Regions from separate parts of the Mus musculus genome. Here region 1 is linked to region 2. A link is a contact called in public HiChIP or PLAC-seq data. All regions are on one chromosome and are shown on one strand. The core of a region is the stretch at or near the end of the contact, and the rest is flanking DNA. Distances in the headings are between cores, read along the strand shown.

Region 1 (4,900 bases), core at 1,716-4,215, 210 kb before region 2:
GACTTTTGCATCACTGTTTATCATTGAAGGATGTCAGGATGGAAACAGAAACAAGGCAGGAACCTGCTTACTGATTTGCTTCCCAAGGTGTTGCTCGGCCTTCTTTCTTATAGAATCCAGGATCATCAGCCCAGGGATGGCGTCACCCACAATGGGTTGGGCCCTCCCCATCAATCACTGGCTAAGAAAATACAACTAAATCTTATGGAAGCATTCTCTCAATTAAGGCTCTAGCTTTCAGATAACTCTAGCTGTGTCAAGAGGACATAAAATTAGCCAGTGCAAGTAGTTAGCTGCTGTGTAGGCATAAGGAAGAGAAACAAACTGTCTGCCTTTGTTCCCAGGACCACGAGGCTCCATGAGGTCAGAGGGTTCTTGGCTCTGCAAGAGGCATAATGAAGAGAGTGAGTCCTTCAGCCAAAGGAAGCCTGGTTCCAGAAACGTGTATTGGGAGGGCAAGCTCTCTGACACAGCCTTCATGGAGGGGTGATGGCCTGAGAGCCGGTGTCCCGAGGAGGTCAGGATAAAGGATCTTTTATCACGGGTCTCCCTGCCACAGTCAACATTCAGAACACCAGGAGTTGGATCTCAAGAAGACAGCTCTGTATTCCCATGATATCCCACCCTTTCACAAAGTACCCCTGCACCAGCCCTGTTCCCTGCACCCAGTGCCTATTAGCCAGTCTCATGCTGATTCCTTCCCATCTCCTCTACTTCATCCTGACTCCTGATCCTAACATCTCTTGGCCACTTCCTGCTCCAGTAGACCCTCTCTGTGACTCAGCTCGGAGGTCACTTTCATCTGTGTGGTAGAGTGAAGTTTACTTCCTTGGGTATTTCCTGCTATTCCCTCAGAGAAAGATAGCAGATATGTAGCCACCCATAAGGCACCGTCTCACTGTGCCATAGCTGCCTTCAGGGGGATAGGAAGATCTTAGGCAAACCAGAGAGGCTTGGGTACATTGCTATGGCTTCCTTGATCCCCCTGGACTGTGGGCTCAAGTCAAAGCTGGAGTCAGCTTTCAGTTTGTGAATATTTAAGTGTGTTCAGAGGTAACTGTGTACATATGAGCATGTACATACAGGTGTGCACATAGACACTCATGTGAAAATATGTGCACAAGTGTGCATACATGTATGTAAATGAGCATATATGTGTTCTTATATGTGTATGTAGTAGATGTAAACACACACACAGGTAAGCATGCATATACACATGCAAATACATATGAGAATGTACATGTCTTATGTGTGCAGATGTAAACATACATCTGTACATGTGTGCTTATGTGTTCATTCAAAGATGTATATGTAGGTATACATATATGTATACATAGAAAGATGTATGTGTGTTCTTCTCTATGTATATGCAGCTGTGTACATGTATATACATATGAACATATATCTGTGCTCACATGTGTGCAGGGGTTCACATGTAAGTGTGAAAAATGAACATGCATGTTCTTGTCTTTGTATGTGTGGGTGTATAGTTGCGTATACATATGAGCTTATGTGTGCTTGTATATATGTGCATATATGCACATATGTATGCATGCAAGCAAGCAAGTATGTGCTTGTCTGTGTACTTGTCTGCATACATGCACAGGTATTCACATGTGTGTCACACTTGGGACTTATTAGCTGGCCAGGTGTCTGACTCTTAGTTCCCTGGAAGTTTCACTTAAGGCTTTAGATTAAATGGTCAGAGAGGATGTGAGGCACGGATGCAGCTGCTGCACGGGAACACTAATGAGGGCCATGTCACAGAATGAGCAGCCTCCTCTGGAGGTCTGCAGGCTCTGGGCTCCCACCTCTGACACCCTGGCAGCTGGGCAGAGTAGAGAGCTGCGGACAGGGCGAACAGCTAGCTCCATTGCTTTTGCTCTTTGCTTTTCCATGTTCTGATTTCTCTAGAACCAGCGGCTTTTTGCTAAGAAGATTTGGCTCCTGGGCTGGATTGTCTATCCTTGAAACACTACCCACCTTCCCCCAGCTCCCAGAGGCCACTGAAACCCGGGGACAGAGATGACTGAGTGGCACTCTGCATTTTCTGACTCCACCTTGACTCCCCAGGGCCACGTGCTCCTCAAGCTGAGCTTTCTCAGGCTATCTGCAGCCTCACATACCTCCAGCCCCCTGCCTGCTTTCAGGCCTCTCTCTGCAGCAGTGGGTGGTGGTAAAGGACTGTGCCTGTGAGCACAGCTGAGCACAGCTTTGGCCTTGCCACCCATCACCTCAGGAAAAGAGAGGTCAGTGTCCAGGAGCCAGGATCCCTCTTTCACTAGTTTCTGTCCTTCATTATCTCACTTCCTCTTCTTCCCCTTCCTTCCCTGACCTCCTCTCCCTCTAATTCATTTATGATCCTTTGTTTCCTTTGCCAGACCTGTCCACTGTGGGAAAGCCGGTGTTCTCCTTCCATAGCAATATCACATGCCTGTCACACGACTTGCTTTCAACTCTTAGGTAGGCAGGACGCTGCCCATATGTGAGTGTGTGCTGTAAGTACGCTCTGCACTAGTGGCTAGGAGGGCATTGTGCTGTTGATGAGAATGCAAGGGGCATCCGAGTGCACAGGGCCCTGAAACTTGGTTATAGAGAATCATTCTGTCACATAGGAGGCTGTCCAGTCTCAGCCTGTAAAGACCTGGTCACCTAGGCCATCTTAACATTGAGTCTATGAAGGGAGGTACGGGGTAGAGCTTAGCTACTCTGAGCTTACAGGGGGGCTCACACAGGCATGTGCATGGCACGTACTGCACACATTCATACAGAAATAACCTTTACCTACTGTTGACCTTGTTTTCAAGTCATCCCTCCCCACACCTGCTTGCATCACAGTGCTTCCAGAGCTAGTGCTGAGACGCCAGAGAGGCGCCATCCTGCCGGACACCTGTGCTTTTTCCCTGGGCTTAGCTAGCCTCCAGCAGGTAAGCCACTATGACTAAGAAGCCAGGAATGTCAGGGCAGTCACCTTTGTTTGACTTTCTCTGTCACTATGCTATTTGGAAGCCTCTATTGCCACAGCCCCTGCTGCAGGTTGTGAGTCAGTGGCTGCCAGATGACACCTGTCAGCCAGCCAGAGCAGGCGCCTGACTTACTAGGCAGCTGGGGGAATGGGAAATCTATCTACCGGAGCCATCTAGGACATTCCAGAAGACCTGGCCTGGTGGCAATAGGCACCACCTCCCTCCTAGAGATCCAGGCCCAGGCGGAGGCCCTGCTGCATAGACTCAGAAGTAGAATTGCCTGGGAAATGCTTGGCACCCACAGACCCTGGATCCAGTGCAGGCCCAGGAGTACTGTGAATGTGCCTACTGTCAGGTGTGGACTCCTCTAGCTTGTTCGAGACATGCCACCAGGCCAGTGAGGGGCTCTAGAATGTCAGTGCTGCCCTGTTGCAACCACGATTCTGGGTGCTGGGTGCTGGGTGCTGGAGATCTTGTGCTGCTCACAGAGGTCGCTTCGGAAGAGCAGATCTGGGACACTTACAGCCTATCTCCTTCAGCTCATTACATGTTCATGCAGCAAGAATATTTTATCATGAGTCTAAGATCAGGAAAGATTCTAGAGCACAGTAAACCGTGGTTATGAGGTAGCCAGGAAGGTGAAATGATGGCTCTCTCTCTCTCTCTCTCTCTCTCTCTGCCATCATCTCTCTTCTACTTTTACTTTAGAGAACTTTGTGTTTTAGTAAACTTTATTGTTTGAGCAAAGTCAGCTGAAAATGGTGTCACAGGCTTGTAATTCCAGCATTTGTGATCCCAAGTAGGAGGGTTGGGTTGTGAGTTCCAGGCTGGTCTGGGCTACACAGTAAGACATTGTTTCAAAATAAGAAAGTGAAAAGAGAGTGCAGAGAGCTGCATACTTCCCCTCCATTGCTAACCTGTCACAGCAGAGCAGACATTGTATCAATGCTCCAATATGGATGCAGTGTCTTTAGTCAAACGCTACTGTTTTTCTTAGAGTCACTCAGCATTGCAAAAGCTACATTTTGAATCAAAGGCATAATCAATGTGCCTATTGTTTCAGTCACACAGGCTGCAAGCATCCTGTACTTCACCGGTAACTCTTAGTCCATGTGGTGACCATAGTCCCCGTGGTCCCCCTTTTTCCTCCCCCGTATACCCTGAAGCCTTTACAGACCAGCCCCTTTTACCGAGTGCTACGCTTTCCTGCTTCAGCATACCTTTCAGCCTTTATCTCCCTGCCTGTGGGCTGCTTCAGAGTGATACTTGTTGCATCCTGTACCTGTCCAGGTGCCCTCCCCCAGGCTACCCGAGCTACGAGATTTTCTTGCGATAAACTACGCTCCTGACTCCATTTACAGATGGAGTGGTCTAGGCACCACAAAGGACTGTGTCTGGCTGAATCCAGTTGGAACCATCTTGAGATTCAGGCCTAACCACCTTGCCGATGGCAGTGTTCGAACTCCTTTCTGTCTACAGATCTAGGAGCCTCCTGAGTTAAGCATGTCCGAGAGAGCCCAAGAAGGGGTCAATTTGGGAAGAAGAGCAGTGGCCAGAGCAACAGATTAGAATGTGCCAACGTCCCCGTGGTTCCACCCATCCCCTTCACTCAAAAGGGAGTCTGTGGCCCTCAAGGACTAGGCGAACCTTTGTCTCTTCCCAGTTTATCATTAGGAGCTGTCCTCTGAGCTGTCATCTGGTCTTGTTCTCTCTGTTCTGAGCTGGCTCAGACTTCACCCATGGAAACCTTTTATAATCTGATTGTCCCTGTCTCCCTCCAGAAGACCAGAGTTTGCTGCAGCCTGTTGGTCTCAGCTTGTGGCTGGGTATGATAGCGACAGAGTGGCTTCACTGTGGTCCTTGGGGAACACCTGAGCACTCTCATGGACATGGCTTTCCTGGGGTTTTCATCCACCCACCTGGGACTAGCTGGA
Region 2 (5,005 bases), core at 2,317-4,816:
AGGAATGTGTGGCCCTGCAGCTTCAGGGAGAGCAGGAGATGACCTTCCAGATAGAACTGAAGAGGAACTGCAGGCAGCCACAGCCTCTGGTGTCATAACACTGGATAATGTTCAGGAAAGAAGCCCCGTGATGAAGACAGCTTATCTAAATTTCCAGTAAACTCAACCAGGAAAAGGACGATCAGGCGTCCCATTTCCTCCTGCTGTGCCATTCAGATTATGTCTGGAGTAGGTAGTGATTAGACCTCTGGACCCAGAGTATCCAAAGCTGGTGATTGCACAGTGAGGCTCTTTGGGGACAGCAGTAGAGAATTACAAGTCCAGAAAATGTCTGCAGAAAAGGGATATCTAGTGATGGCTTTCTACAACTGTGAAGACTTGGGGAAAACACGAGGGCTTTTGATTTGACTTTCACCCAGGCTGGAGGAGGAGAGGGACTCTCACTTTCTTGTTTGTCTGGAAGACATGGGATAAGAGAGGGCAAAGCTTGGGAGCATCGAGGAGACATTGAAGTCTGGAGTCAGCTCTCTCCTGCTGCTCCAGCCTTCTCAGTGGGTGTGTTGGCCACATCTTCCTCAGTAAACAGCTGATGTTTCCTTTGCACATAGGCAGCTATGCTTTGTATATAAAAAAAATAAATATTTTATATTTATATAAAATCTTTTCCTTCCTTTCTTACCTTCATCCACCCATCTATCCATTCATCCACCCACCCATCCACCAATCCACCCACCTCTATAAATTGATTCTAATTAATTTATTTAGGTTATTTATTTATTTGTGTGTACATGTGTGATGCATGTATGGAGGCCAGAGGACCACATGAAGCGGGTTCTCACTTTCTATCTAGAGGTCAAATGCGGGCTGTCAGACTTGTCCACCTCACTGGCCCTGTCTATCCTCTTTGACCGTTAGATGGTGTCACCTTCTCATCTGCACTGAATTTGTAGTTTTGCTTAGTGTATATTATAGTAGTATTTGATGGTCGACCTGGGTCTCCTGTTGATAGATTGATACTTTCTTTCAGTGGTAGCCACAGGTGCAACACTTGTTTCCTTCTGGTAGATCACCGGAAGGCCTGGCAGATATGCTAGTGGGACACTCTGGGAAATGTATCTCAAAGAATTTTGATGGATATTGGGTGTTTCACATCTCTGATCTTCAGCACACTGTGACCCAAAGGTCATCGGAATTCTGTGTTCTGTGACCTGGACCTGCTGTGAGAGAGGCACAGGGACAGGCTGCTGATGGGGAATGGAGAATCCTTGCAGCATGGTTTGCTAGTTGGTGTCTCTTGGTGAAACCAGAGGTTCACATTTGCTGCTTCTCTGAGAACTTGTCCCCTCTGGCCAGTGTTCATGTTTTGCACACATTCTACTAAGGGCCAGAAACCTCTTTCTGGAGTCACACGGCAGGTGATCTGGTGGCTTGTCCATGACAGACAGTTCCTGGAATGTCTTGCTGTATTCATGGTTCCATGATCATAAGCTCAGAATGTACAGCTCCTTTGTTGTGCAGCTCCTTCTTCAATTGGCTGCCTATGCTTTGTCTGCAAAATGTCCTCACAGAAGGGCTGGCTGTTCCTTTTCCACCAGTGACCACGTTTGTAGTTCATCTTCTCATACTTAAGTGGATACTGCAGCAGGGAATTTTGTTGTATGGAATGGCATAGCTTGACTACTCTAGCTCATCTGCTTAGGCAGGTCATATGAACTCTCCTTGAGAATCTCTGAGCTTCACCTGGTCATGTGACAGCCACTCTCTCTGCTTACCATCTTCATTGGGCCTCTAGTCTGTGGCCCTTGTTTCATGCTGGTTACACAGTGAGTTCCCTGGGGCTTTATACACTTCCATTGCTTGTACTTTAAACTTATTTCTAGGTCTAAGGAAGTTGCTAGCTCCTCTAAATTGCTCTTCATTCAGAGCTTTCCTATTTAAAAATACTTATATCTCTGGAAGAGCTTTAGAGCCATACAAATTGTCCTTCTGCCAGTGTCAAAAGGTCTGTAGTTATTTAAGGGAAGGACACATGGACACTATGATGGATACTGATACTCTCTCATGGTGAAAGCAGGAGTTGCAGATGTTCATTCTCACAGTCTCATATGTCTTTATAAAGAGTACTAATGGTTTTCAAATATAATTCCCATATTTGACTTACATCTATTTATAGATAGCTTCTAATTTGTTTCTGTCTATTCTGCATTTCTGAATAGTGACTTCAAAAGGGAAAATTATTGCTTTGTAATTTAAATGGGAATTGAGCCATTTATAGGACGTTTTCTTTTTCCACCTACTTCTGCACCTTTTTGCTTTCAGGTATTTCATAGCCCACAGGCTAAATTTTTTTTGCTCCTCCTAACACTGCTTTGCTCTTGGCCTGAGACAGAAATAAACTGCCTATTGTTTTGAGACATTTTTCTCCTTTCGAAATGGGCATTCCATCCACTAACATGGCTCTTGGATAGCACTATGTGGTTGGAGTCCATGTGCTACTGAGAACACTGCCTTTCCCTGTGCAGGCACAGCTGTACTTCTGGGGAAAGTGTGGAGATAAGCAGTCTGACAACTAGCACCAAAAAAGCAGGTGCAGTTGGAAAAACCTTTATCTTTGGGTGTTTGTGTCCATACCTGAGAAAGAGGTAAGCCTTGTATGGAATAGCCCTTTCCTTACCTGATTCATGGGCAAGAGCCAGATTCCATTTTACTGAATAAACACGATAACCCCCATCCCCAATTAATTATTACAGAAATGAAAAAAGAGAGAATGGTTCAATCTCCAGACACACAAGTTAATGTCTGACCAGGAAAGCTCCAAGAGGGGTTCAGTGAGCTTTGGTTCAAGCATCAACACTACAGCCAGCTCCAGTATACACCAAGGAGGGCTAGACAAGACTGGACCTCACACTCAAGGTACAGCTGTCTTATACACGAGATGATGTCACTGCTGAGATTGTTGGCCTCTGTAGCCCACACTTCAGGGATAAGAATGCTCAGGCCTGGAGTTCTGCCAATGTATCCCCAGACCTGGCCACAGATACACATGTGGCCTTGACTTTTCTAATCTCATCTTTAAAAGTGTGGAGTGACATTGAAGCATTAAAAAAAATCCTGACACCAGGACTATTGTCTTGAATACTTGCTCTATTTCTCTCCAGGTTTTCTCAGTAGCTGTGGCTTCAGTTGTCATTTAAGTGATTCTGTTGTCTCACACACACATAAACACGCACATATGCATGCACCATTGGAAAATCCCATCAGCTTCATGAAAAACCTATTGGTGATCTTTTGGCAAGAGGCAGCTGTGTGGGTTCCAGATGGGCCCTGGGGAATGTTCTTGTTTCTGTTTCCTGAGCAGCAACCAGATGGGTATTAATTTAACACGTAGACCTCATTACCCTGCTGTTGACCTCTCTATTGCAACAGAGAGAATTCCCAGTCTGACCTTGATCTGCAAACCCTTCCTTTCTGTTCCACCTCCAGCTCTGGCCCTGTATACACTTCTGGTGCACACCTCTCAGCTCCATCCACCTGTCTGGAATGTTTTTGCCCCAGACTGACCTCTGACTCATGCTCAGAGGGACTTTCCTGACTGTCTGCTAGCTGCTCTCTCCCTGCTTCCTCAGGCTGTTTATGGCTCATCTGTTTTCTGGTTATTATAACCTCTTGACCTCTCATCCTATGAGAGTATCCTTGTAGATTTCAGGGTCAACTCACAGTGGACGGCTCTCACCATGTGGTAACTACAAGCCTGGTTCATGTAGACATCTTGACTCCTTCCCGTCTCTAGTTCTGTGCCTGCTATTTTGGTGACAGCACTGATTACTGGTTTTACCAAGGTTCTAGATTCTTGCCCATAGGTGGTATCAACTACCATTGTCTTTCATGACTGCTTATGTCTGTTGACTTGATTGTTCATGTGTGTGTCTTTGAATTGACTTCATGTATGTGCCTGTTGTGTTGGAATGTTAATGTTGTATGTGCCTGTTTTCTTGAATGTTTGTGTGTGTTTTGTGTTGACTATTCATGTGTGTGTCTATTGGTCATACATACTAGGCCAACAGTTTATGTGTGTGTTTGTTGGTTTGACTGTTCATGCATTTGTCTATGCATGACATACATACATGAGGATGGCTATTTGGATGACTATTTATTTATGTTTCTGTTGGGTATATTATTCATGTGTATCTCTTGGTTTGACTGTCCATGAAAATTTCTATTTCTTTTGGATTGGCCACTTAGATGTATTAGTATGTAGAGTTGACTGTTAGTGTCTGTGCATATTTTGTTGATCTTTCATGCATGTGCATGTTGGCTTGACTTTCCATCCATGGATGTGTTTGGCTCACTGTTCACCCTGTTCATGTGTGAATCTGTTGGATCAGTCATTCATGTATGTGTTCAGTTGGCTTGTCAACTCATATGTATGCCTGTTAGTTGTTCATATATGCATATTTCTGTTAGGTTGACTATGCAGGTATTTGTTAGGTTCACTCTTTTATGTGTCTCTTGTATTCAGGCTCTTTTTATTATCATATTCCCCCTTTGAGTTATGGAACTCACAGAAGGATATAAGAGTCTAAAACCTAGACCGTCTGTTAAGTACACGACACTACAGAATACACACTGTGTTCTGACACCAGCCAGGATTCCCCAGATCAGGAAGTAGGCCAGGGGCAATGGTAAGCAGTTTGTTGAGGTGCTGGGAGTGGATGTTAGCAGTGCCCTCTTCCCAAGCTGGCACTCACTGTTGTTGTTGAGTAGGACAGACACTCTACTGGGACCTCTAATCCCAAATCTTCACCAGAGAGACCTTTTCTGATGTGGCAATAAGCTAAGGAGCTGGGCGAAATGCCTGCTGTTTCTAATAAAAACAAAAAGAGCATGCACACAGATGTCTACTTTCAATGAATAAAAGGAAGGTGAGCCTACTGCTCTGTCCCTGTAATTAACATCTATGAAACTTACTTAACAATTTCATAATTCATACTCTGTACATAATTGC

The links. HiChIP or PLAC-seq counts read pairs in DNA pulled down with a chosen protein or histone mark.
Region 1: a contact with region 2 is called in an H3K27ac HiChIP or PLAC-seq map of trophoblast stem cells, with 3 times the contacts expected there. The contact joins two enhancer-like sites. A contact is called at or near these places in 21 of 484 Hi-C or Micro-C datasets (the AML12 cell line, the AtT-20 cell line, the Ba/F3 cell line and 7 more), 1 of 115 datasets of contacts at active chromatin or transcription factors (trophoblast stem cells) and 1 of 9 other capture datasets (embryonic stem cells).

What each region holds. Positions count from the first base shown.
Region 1 is chr13:73,288,551-73,293,450 of GRCm38.p6, reverse strand. No RefSeq gene overlaps it. Among named protein-coding and RNA genes, the nearest start is that of Irx4, 31 kb to the right of the region's middle. Within about 2 kb of position 2,965, at least 30 of the 459 cell types and tissues checked have an H3K27ac peak or open chromatin away from gene starts, as enhancers often do. A contact at or near this core is called in trophoblast stem cells, where this site is marked.
Region 2 is chr13:73,076,007-73,081,011 of GRCm38.p6, reverse strand. No RefSeq gene overlaps it. Among named protein-coding and RNA genes, the nearest start is that of Gm30154, 54 kb to the left of the region's middle. Within about 2 kb of position 3,566, at least 13 of the 459 cell types and tissues checked have an H3K27ac peak or open chromatin away from gene starts, as enhancers often do. A contact at or near this core is called in trophoblast stem cells, where this site is marked.